Regions from separate parts of the Danio rerio genome. Here region 2 is linked to region 1. The links are chromatin contacts, called in public Hi-C maps. All regions are on one chromosome and are shown on one strand. Each heading gives the region's core, a stretch centred on a gene start, on an enhancer-like site or on the middle of the called end of the contact. The rest is flanking DNA. Distances are from core to core; before and after follow the strand shown. Region 1 overlaps adgrl3.1 (adhesion G protein-coupled receptor L3.1). Region 2 holds the start of si:dkey-92j12.5.

Region 1 (4,988 bases), core at 1,666-4,165:
CATTCATACCTTCGTGCACAAATAGTGACAAATGCTGTCTCACAGTTATGTTCCTCCCCACACACACATATATAACCATAACATTCATCAAAACACTACACGGAAATCTTATAACTGCAACCATCACTCAAAACCAGAGGATCTCTCTCTCTTTCTGTCTCTTTCTTTCTCTCTCATACACACACGCACATGCATGCACGGACACAAAGACACACCAGGGTTTAACATGAACATTCACCAAATCTCAACTAGAAATAAAAAATAGCTTTGTTGAGTAAATAACAGTAAATTGGCCTGTAACTTTTCCAGGAACTGCAAAATAATGATTGATTCTTTCTTTGTAAGCCATGATCAGCAATTACTGATCGACCAGCATGTTTTATTTGGACGATATATTTGAATAAGTTTGTCAGGAAAGAGTTTGTCTTTTACCGAGATAACTCTTTTTTTTTTCGGCTCTGTTTTACTTATTGAAATATGCTGTGACATTTTCAGCCCAGGTTCATTAGAAATATGCAGCTCAGCCTACATTTTGGCGAAACATAACTTCAATTCGCTGCGTTTGCCAGGGTATGTTTTGTTGCACGAGTGTTGCACGATCCCAAAATTTCAACTTCGATATGATACCTAAATTAAATATCATGATACCGATACTAAATCAATATTACACCCTATATTTTTTCTTTCAAAGTATTATTTATTAATAAAGACTTAGTGTTTGCTGTCAGCTGAGTAGAACCATTTTTTATAAGTAAAAGAAATATAGAAATAAAAGCTAATTTTGTCAGCACTCTAGCCTAGCTGTATTAACATAAAAAATAGTTGCAGTTTTGTTTAAAAAAACTATTCATATATAATTAATTATTTACATATTAATTTAGGGGTGAATGGCGTGGCATTCATTTTTAGCTGTCTATGATGTCATCTATTAGTAGAAATAGGTATTTGTTAAAAAGATATACATTTATGTTGTTACACTGACAAGTTATAATTAGAGCATCCCATAGCTTTATATGATGTTTACAGATCTCTACTTACATTTTTGTCAAGTGGTGTTACTATTCGAGAAAGTTATACTGATATGAGAATACAATATATCTCAGCATATCACATTTGTTGTGACATGATTTACACATAATCTCTAAAAAATGGATTTGCACAAAAACAAAATGGTATAACTTATTGTAAAGGTGTATGGTGAAGTCACTATAAGAGTATCTGTTTTTATTTTATATCAAATAAAATTTATCACAATTTATGGCAATTTTAGACTCAAAAAGAACATGTCTTGTGCCATGTTTCAGAGACATGTCCTTGTCATACACATCACCAAGTGAACCATTGACCTAAAACCTTCCCTAAACCCAACCAATAGTGTTTTTTAAAAAGCAAATTTTCAATCACTGGCTAATTTGTTTTTTGTTTTTGTTTCATCTGTTCATTCTTAGAGGACAATCCTGACTCTTTTCTCACCCAAGCTCAGATAATGACGACTACAGACATGATTAAAGATTTGAGTGTTCATGCATCTGTAATGCATTGTGTTAAGCATTTTTATTTAGCATTTAATTATTCTAATTAAAGCTTAACCTGACGGCCAGTGGCCACCTATTTTTTCATTATATTGCACAATCATATTTTTGTATACTTTAATTTGGTTGCAATTCACTTGGCTTATATTGACCATTTTATGCAACCCAGGCTCATTGTGATTACTTACCTTTATTTACATTTCTGGAGAGAGCAAAATAAGTTCCAGCAGCTATGTTTTTCTTTTTTTTTGCAGTTTTTGCGAATGCACCAGAGGTCACTGTATATGATTTTTGAGATCTCTTAATTCTCTGCCAGTGCCATTCTCGCCAGCTGTTCTCATGTAAATCCACCAGAGGCTGTCGACTGACTAACTGACTGATTGATCAACCGACCAATCACCCCACTCACCCCCTTCCCTAAACCCAGCCAATAGTATTTTTAAAAGCAACAATTGAGCCAGCCACCCCCTTCTCTAAACCCCACCAATAGTGTTTTTAAAAGCACAGATTGACTCGCCTACCCCCTTTCCTAAACCAAACCGCAATGCTTTAAAAAAGCACAGATTGACCCGCTTACCCCCTTATCTAAACCCAACCAATAGTGCTTTCAAAAGCACAGATTGACCTGCCCCCCCTTCCCTAAACCCACCGCAATGTTTTAAAAGGCATAGATTACCCACTCACCGTCTTTCATAAACCCAACCAATAGTGTTTTCAAAAGCACAGACTGACCTGATGAAATGCAGCCATATGTAATCTCCAGAAATGTATATAGGGCTTCGTTTTCAGTATGAACCTATGTTGCATTTATGACTGGGTTTTGTATTTTTGCAGCCTTTTTTAACATTTGAGAGCTATAGTCCCTGATAATTGTAATGAGGAACTCGTACAATTTCCAGAATTTCTCCTTTTATGTTGTATGTAAATCTGGGGTTGGAGCGACATGAGTATGTTTAAATATTGACAGCATTTTTATTTTTTGAAGAATGCTTTCTTTAATTTTTTATGGTTTACAGTGACAAAGAAAGACAGTGAAAGTAGGGAGAGGAAGAAAATGAGGGAAGCGGTGGCAAAGATTTGAAATGTAATAAGGGAAGACGTGAGAACAGCAGGAAGAACAATACTGAGGAGGAGACAGAATGAACCGAACATTACCAGAGACAGAACAAGCGAGACAGACAAATGCAGTGTGAACTGACTGAGTGGAAAAGAGAGGATGAAAGGGAGAGGAAGAGAATAAATGAAAGAAAACAAAAAGATAAAAAAGAAAGGAGTGGGGGAGGGGGGATGGTGCTCAGAGATCCATGCTAACCGCTCTATTCTGCTCCAGCGCTTTCACAGCGCAAAGGGGGAAATTTATCGTTCCTGGCAAACAATTTATCCGCCATTCCACCACTCAAGGCCAGTTCACATGCATCTCGTTTGAGAGAAATAGCTCTCCATGGGATTGCCCTCTAGCCTGCCTTTTTTCCCCTCTCTCTCTGTGTATTTCATCACCAGTGGGTTTTGTGTTGTTGTTTTGGGCATCTGATCATCTGCCTTAGTTGTTTGGCCTTGATGTTTTACATGTTTTTTTTAGAAGGTTTGATTAAAGGAGAATCAACATCAAAAAAATCTCCTCGACATCTGTGTGATCTCTTCTTTCTATAGACAATATGGACAAAACTATTTGCGTTCTCATTCACACCAATGGCAGTTACTTGGCTGGTGCTGAAAATGTGGACAGTCCTTGCTATATTTGTTTGTGGGCACATATTTTGGTGCCTGTCCATTGTGCCATAGACACCATGTGTAACAGATCACTCAGAAATGATGTAATTACAGCACTACATTTCCCAAATAGGGACATAACTCTTGGCTGACCTACCCTTGTATGGCAGTATATGTAGTGACCAGTGTGGTAACAAGCTGGCAGCTAGCTCTCTGCAACTCTCACATGGTCACCCACTGGAGCTAAGTAGGGCTGCGCCCAGTCAGTACCTGGAAGTGAGACCACATGGGAAAGCTAGGTTGCTGTTGGAAGTGGTATTATTATTATTATTATTGGCGACGCAGTGGTGCAGTAGGTAGTGCTGTCACCTTACAGCAAGAAGGTTGCTGGTTTGAGCCTCCACTAGGTCAACTGGCGTTTCTGTGTGGAGTTTGCATGTTCTCCCTGCGTTCGCCTGGGTTTCATCCGGGTGCTTCGGTTTCCCCCACAGTCCAAACACATGCTGTAAAGGGGAATTGGGTTGGCTAAATTGTCCATAGTGTATAAGTGTAAATGAGTGTGTGTAGATGTTTCCCACATTGGATTGCAGCTGGAAGGGCATCCGCTGTGTAAAAACATGCTGGATAAGTTGGCGGTTCATTCCGCTGTGGCAACCCCTGATTAATAAAGGGACAAAGCCGAAAAGAAAATGAATGAATGATTATTATTACTATTGTTATTAATATTAATATTATTATAATTATTAAATGTGCACTTTAAATGTTTACACTTCGAAGCACACAAGTTTAAACATAAAACATATACCTTTAACATTGCAAAACACTGTTTTTTTAGCATGGCTTGAACTGGGTATCTCTCAAATGTCTTGTTTATTTTTAGAGGGCACCATAAACTCTTTCCAACAGATTGTAGATCAATATAAATTTCCAATATCCAATTTTTATAAATATCTACAATTGCAACATTTTTTTAAAACCAAAGTTGGACAAAGGAGAGCTGAGAACCAGAAAAAAGATTAAATCCTTCCATATATAATGCATCTTGTTTAAAAGAATTGATAACAAGGATATATGACATTTTGTCTAACATTTGCACTTCTGCCTGGCTAGGACTTGGGAGAAGGATATTGGTCAAACTATTGAGGAGAATGACTGGGACATTGAATGTAATAATATATACCTGAAATGCACCTCTCTTAGGATCCATAAGCACAATTTTAATTTTTTTTTAATTGGATAAAATGTACAGCAATACCTATTAAGAAAATGTTTGCCAATGCCACAGACTTCTGTTTCAAATGTAAAAAAGATAAAGGTACATTCATTCATTGTTTTTGTAACCATTTGGCCATTTTGGTAGAAAATACAGAAGGTACTGGAACATATCCTCGAGCTAAATTTTGATATGATTCCAGCTTTGTACTTATTGAATCTCAATGTGAACAATCTGTTTAAAAACGATACCTACAAACCTGTGAATGGCCAAAAATTGCATGTGATTTGAGATGTTTTCTCACATTCACAGGGATGAAAATCTAGGTTTTCATGCAGTGTATGATATAGCAATGCTGTTGCTCAGTAAATGCACCCTAGATCTAAAGCCCCTTTTACACTAAATTTTGCTACTGTTACGGCATCTGTCCACACTACCCCAGAGTTTTTGAGCGCCAAAAACTCAGAAGAGGCAGTTTTAACACTAAAATGTATTGGTGTAAACGGGGCCTAAGCTAACTGCACTTCTTAAGA
Region 2 (4,988 bases), core at 1,059-3,558, 150 kb before region 1:
TAAAAAAGAGAATCATATCTACATTTAAATTTCAAGTATTAGTGGTGGACTTGGATATCATCAGTATTAAAATATAGTTTCATTAGACATTCACACTTGGTTGCTACAATATCGGTTACCATGGTTATGATAGAGGTAACACAATGAGGTTAGCTGTGCCATTTCATAATAATGTCCCTATTATCAGATTTAGAAATTATAATCATTTACTTTTCTTATAATTTTCATGATAATGAGAAATTATTTCCTGAAATGTGAAACTAAATGGTGTCCAGTCATTTAAAACCGTTTAATCAGCACGCTGTTTAATGTTTTGATATATATTTTAATGTTAATGCGTGATTTTTCTTTTTTTACTTTGTCATGCACCGGAATGATATATTCTCTGACCTGCTGCTGCTTACGCTGTTGTCCAGTCTCTTGCATGATAAGTATCTGGTGGAACAGGGGACTTTGTAAGACACTTTTAAGCAGACTGAGTTTTTCTTCAGCAGGAAGCTCTCCTCTCTTCTTCAGCCTCTCCTGCAGACGCTCCACTGCCACCAAAGCACGCTGTGTGTCTGTGTAAATGCGCATACACATAAATATATTAATCACATGTACACAAGCAATGACAGCAACTATAGCCCACATGACAATCTTTACAGCAGAACACATGTAATATTCATACTAACTGAGACAAAAAGACACTGAAGAAGGCTAAAAATAACACTTCATACATACCCATCATTTTCAATTCTTTGAGTGCTGAATTACCACCACTTTCTTGCTGACATCTACAAAAACGGAAGAACAATTATGTCAGGACCAATGACAATCAAACTCTGGAACATATTTAAAATACAAAACAACAAAAACAAACAGATTTGTTCCTTTCTTATCCTACTCAAGAAAGACTTAGGTGGATTTCAGCATCTTAATCACTAACCGGCATTGACACCTGACAGTTCTTACCTGTGACAGTAGAGGTGACGTTTGGCGGGAAGTGACAGTGACGCAATTTGGCAGCGCTGGCGTTTGTCTCAGTAACCGATGACAGGCTTTATGAATTGTAGTGACGGTTCACTTCATATTTCGCTGATCGCTCTGATAACGCCTGCTGTAATCTCTTATTCATGTTGATGTAATCTGGGTTGGAGTCTCGCACCTCTCCGGGAGGTTCTCGCGGTCGGCACGCGCTCATCACGGACTGCGCGAGCGCTAGTGTTTGCGCTGCCCTGCTAAGGTAATGCGCTTACCGGGGCGGCTTAGCAGCTGTAAACGGACTTAAACTGTGAACGACGGTAATTACCCGGGACAGATGTCCTTACAACCTATACCTGATAGGACATTAAGCGCCTGGCGGTGTTGTGGACAACACAGTGAAATGCTAGATATGAAAGCAGCCTATGTAAATTAGCAAACAGGTGGCCTCAATCTTGATAACAAGTATACCATTTTACAACTTAAAGCAGCATAACGCACCGTTTTTTTTATTTTTGTAAATAGGTTAAATAACATATTTCAACAATATAACGTTACTTCTGTGGAATGAAATGATTCACTAAATGTTTGTTTTTTCTTCATGGAACAGTACACTAAATGTCAACAAAGCTGTTTTTGTCTAACATTAAACACATCGGCTTCAGAGTTATGAAAGTTTGGTGAAACTAGTTGCCATTTTAGGTCAGATTATGGTTTGTACGTTTAACCACAAAAGTTGCAAAAATGAGAGAGTGAACGAGCAGAAATCGCCTTGGCGTGATGATGTAACCATAGCAACATGCTCTTTTCCTGCGTGCATCGAATGATTCAAGGAAAAAAACACAAACACTGTTTATTTTGTTCAAATCATCATAGATATACATTTCACAGCCTAAACGTATCAAAAAAGGTTTGTGTTTGGTTTAAATCTTACTCGCACTACTATTTAAACATGGACTCTAAGGGATGTGGGCTGAGCAGTTTGATACAATAAATTCGACAGCTAAAAAGGAAGTGAAATCAGCATTCATGTGTACTGACAAGTGCAATGCGATTTCTTGGATGTTTCACTGCATGCTGCCTGTCAGTCTTCATTCGTTACGTTCTCACTCTGCACCGTAAAGATCAATATTTAAGCGCTTATTTCTCACCTAACATTTACCTTCAGATCAACAGGTTTCCTCCGGAGCTCATGGAAAGCTGCCATTCGGACGTCTCGGATGATCTAAGCCCATGCAAGTTAGATATTTTAACATTTTCAAATGTCGAAAGTCGCATTAGAGACATTATTTAGACAGCCTAGGGTTTGCGTGAGACTGATAACTGGCTGTCAGCGCGCATGTCCGCGATGCGCCTTTGATGCCCGTGAGTTTAATGCAAATGGATGTCCAGGCCTCTCCCCCCTCATTTCATGAAATAACACAGACATCAGCTCTTATTACTCCTGCTCATGAGAGACATTAATTAGTGCATGTTCACAAATCATAATTTGTGGAATATTAAGTCTCAAATAAAACCGATGGAAGCCGTGCCAACACAGACATGGCTTAAATCAATGGTTTAGTTGTTATAATTACTTTAAAATTAAGTGCAGGAGGGTTCCATAAAAAAAAGCTATTTTGTGTACCTCATAAGTATCCCCCAACATGTCTCCAACAATGACGTTTTCATGTGCAGCCTTGTTTTGCTTTTCCCATACGTTTGTGTGTGCTCCATATACTTCTACACTTAGTTCAGTGTACATTATTTTTAAAATGCAAACATAGCCTATGTATGCGCCAATTGCACTCTTTTTTATTTTTGTTTATACACACATTTTATCTAGATGGCCCATAGGCTGCAAAATATATCTTTCAGCATCGAGATCAAAATGTGATCATTTGCAATAATCACATCGCAAGATATGCAATGTTGATTTTAGATCACAATTTATCATTGGCATGTGTTTTTGATGCCCGTGATTGTATAATGATTTTTTTGATTAATTTTATTGAATTATTTTTATCATTCAGTTAGTGTACTTGAAGACCCGGGAAATGATAAAACATTTTATTTCAATAGTTTTTTGTATCTGTATTTACAGATTTTTATGCATAGAAAGTACTTACAACACTTGCAAATACAGAAATGCACTGCAAATAGCACAGACAAAAACCAAAATGTGTCGGGACCCTAAAAAGTTTATAGATTTTTCATTAGATTTTATGAAGATGCACTCCCACTGCGTAATCATCCCAATCAATCTGACATTATAAATTCTTTCCAAATAGAGATTAAGTCATCTGGTGAAATTATATCCATATCGCAAAATTTATTGCAAAATAAAAAAAAATATCGCAATGTTAAATTTTTCCAATATCGTGTAGCCCTGGCCCACAGTGTTCAACACTTGCAGTTACAACCCCCTAATATCTACAACCCCTAATATTTTTAGATGGATTGAAATGCAATTCCATACATACATCATTGTCTGGAAGCTGACTTTATAAATCAAATTTCAAATAGTCTTTACTCTTTAAAAAACAATATCTTTAAACCTTTGATTAAAACATCAAAGACTGTGACATAAGTAATCATATGAGTTTTTCTTTTGTATCATGACTTATAGGTGCTTATTTGGTGAGTGAGATGATGCAACTCCATATTTCCTGCCTCATGCGAAAGCCTTGTCATGCAGCACGTGTATACGCCTACATCGTTACCAAAGCAACATGCAGGTTGGTTATATGTGTGAACACACAAATATGACCCAAACACTTGCAATTAATAGTGTGGATAGTCTCATTGACATGATATGTTTTTGAGAAAAAATTGGTTTCTCTGCATGCAGTCTGAGCATAGCTTCACTTTTGTGCTATTCACATGTTCATCGCAGTTCCCTGCTGGATTCATTCCTTATTTGTTGTCATGGTTACTGATTGCTTTGTGCACCCGCTTCTTGTTCAGTTAATTTTTCTCTTACAAATGTACGCCCTATTGTACTTCTACTCATTGTCCAGTATTTTGTTTTTGTTGTTTAGACTATTGTTTTTCATGTTTGATTACCATCTTTATTTTTAATAGTAAATTATTGACCCTTCTACCTACATTGGCAATACAATAATTAAACTTTACTTAATTTATCTTTTGAAAGCTTTTCCATTCAGACTTTAAGTAAACCTAAATGTTTGTTGAGTATTTTCTTGTCATTTGAAGTTGTTTACCTCAAGTAGACCTACATTTGTATTTTATTGAAATGTGTAGAGAAAATAAATACTGAGTGTCATAAAATAAAAGACACTCTACCTTAGAACAAAAGCAATGTTAAAACTGTAAATACAGCTGGAAAGCAATGAAAAATCAAAGGTGTGCGATGGAAAAGTTAAATAAGTTTTACTTTGATATTTACTATAGTAATTTGAAAACAATTCCAAACAAAATCTCCAGGATTAATGCCTACAAACATGAATTTAGTAGGGTGAATTCGGGTAATCTTGGACACTTTATTGCAATTTTGACTTCAGCTCTCTAATTTCAATGTCTTTCTAACTAATTAGAACAACATATTAGATATTTATGAAATCACTAAGATGTTTTCTAACCACCTAAGAAAACATGTAGATGTTGTACAGAGAATAGCCATGCCACACTTATTAGTATTTAAAAATACTAATAGGTATTAACTGCCTGAATTTGATAACCTGGGACAGGTCACTTCATGATCTGGGACATACAGTTGAAGTCAGAATTAGTAGCCTGCTTTTATTCTAGCCAAATTGTTTGTTTTATACAAATAAAAATGATCAGAAATACTGTGACATTTTATTTGCCATGTTAAACATAATTTGGGAAATATATAAAAAAATAATAATAATAAAAAGGGGGGCTAATAATTCTGACTTCAATTGTATGTATTTATGCTGAAAAAGTAAATATTTGCCATATTTATGCATGCCAAACACAATTTTACCAATTTTTAAAAAGTAAGAGAGAGAAAGAGAGAGTGTGTGTGTGAGTAACTGGTAACTAATTATTTTTTTCTTCCT

The links. Hi-C and Micro-C count contacts between places; a contact is called where the count stands out from the background.
Region 2: a Hi-C map of embryo shows a contact between it and region 1, with 2.2 times the contacts expected there. The contact joins the promoter of si:dkey-92j12.5 here to the enhancer-like site in region 1. A contact is called at or near these places in 2 of 18 Hi-C or Micro-C datasets (embryo and an unstated tissue) and 1 of 4 datasets of contacts at active chromatin or transcription factors (embryo).

What each region holds. Positions count from the first base shown.
Region 1 is chr1:24,582,263-24,587,250 of GRCz12tu, reverse strand. All of the region lies in intron 11 of adgrl3.1 (adhesion G protein-coupled receptor L3.1), which reads left to right. Among named protein-coding and RNA genes, the nearest start is that of smim18, 140 kb to the right of the region's middle. Within about 2 kb of position 2,915, at least 7 of the 62 cell types and tissues checked have an H3K27ac peak or open chromatin away from gene starts, as enhancers often do.
Region 2 is chr1:24,731,729-24,736,716 of GRCz12tu, reverse strand. si:dkey-92j12.5 reads right to left here and starts at 2,308. Exons shown (of 41, transcript XM_073951162.1): 1 at 955-2,308; 2 at 724-776; 3 at 391-560. The coding sequence starts at 730. LOC141385568 (a long non-coding RNA gene) reads left to right here and starts at 1,756. Exons shown (of 3, transcript XR_012406192.1): 1 at 1,756-1,873; 2 at 2,132-2,198; 3 at 3,572-4,988.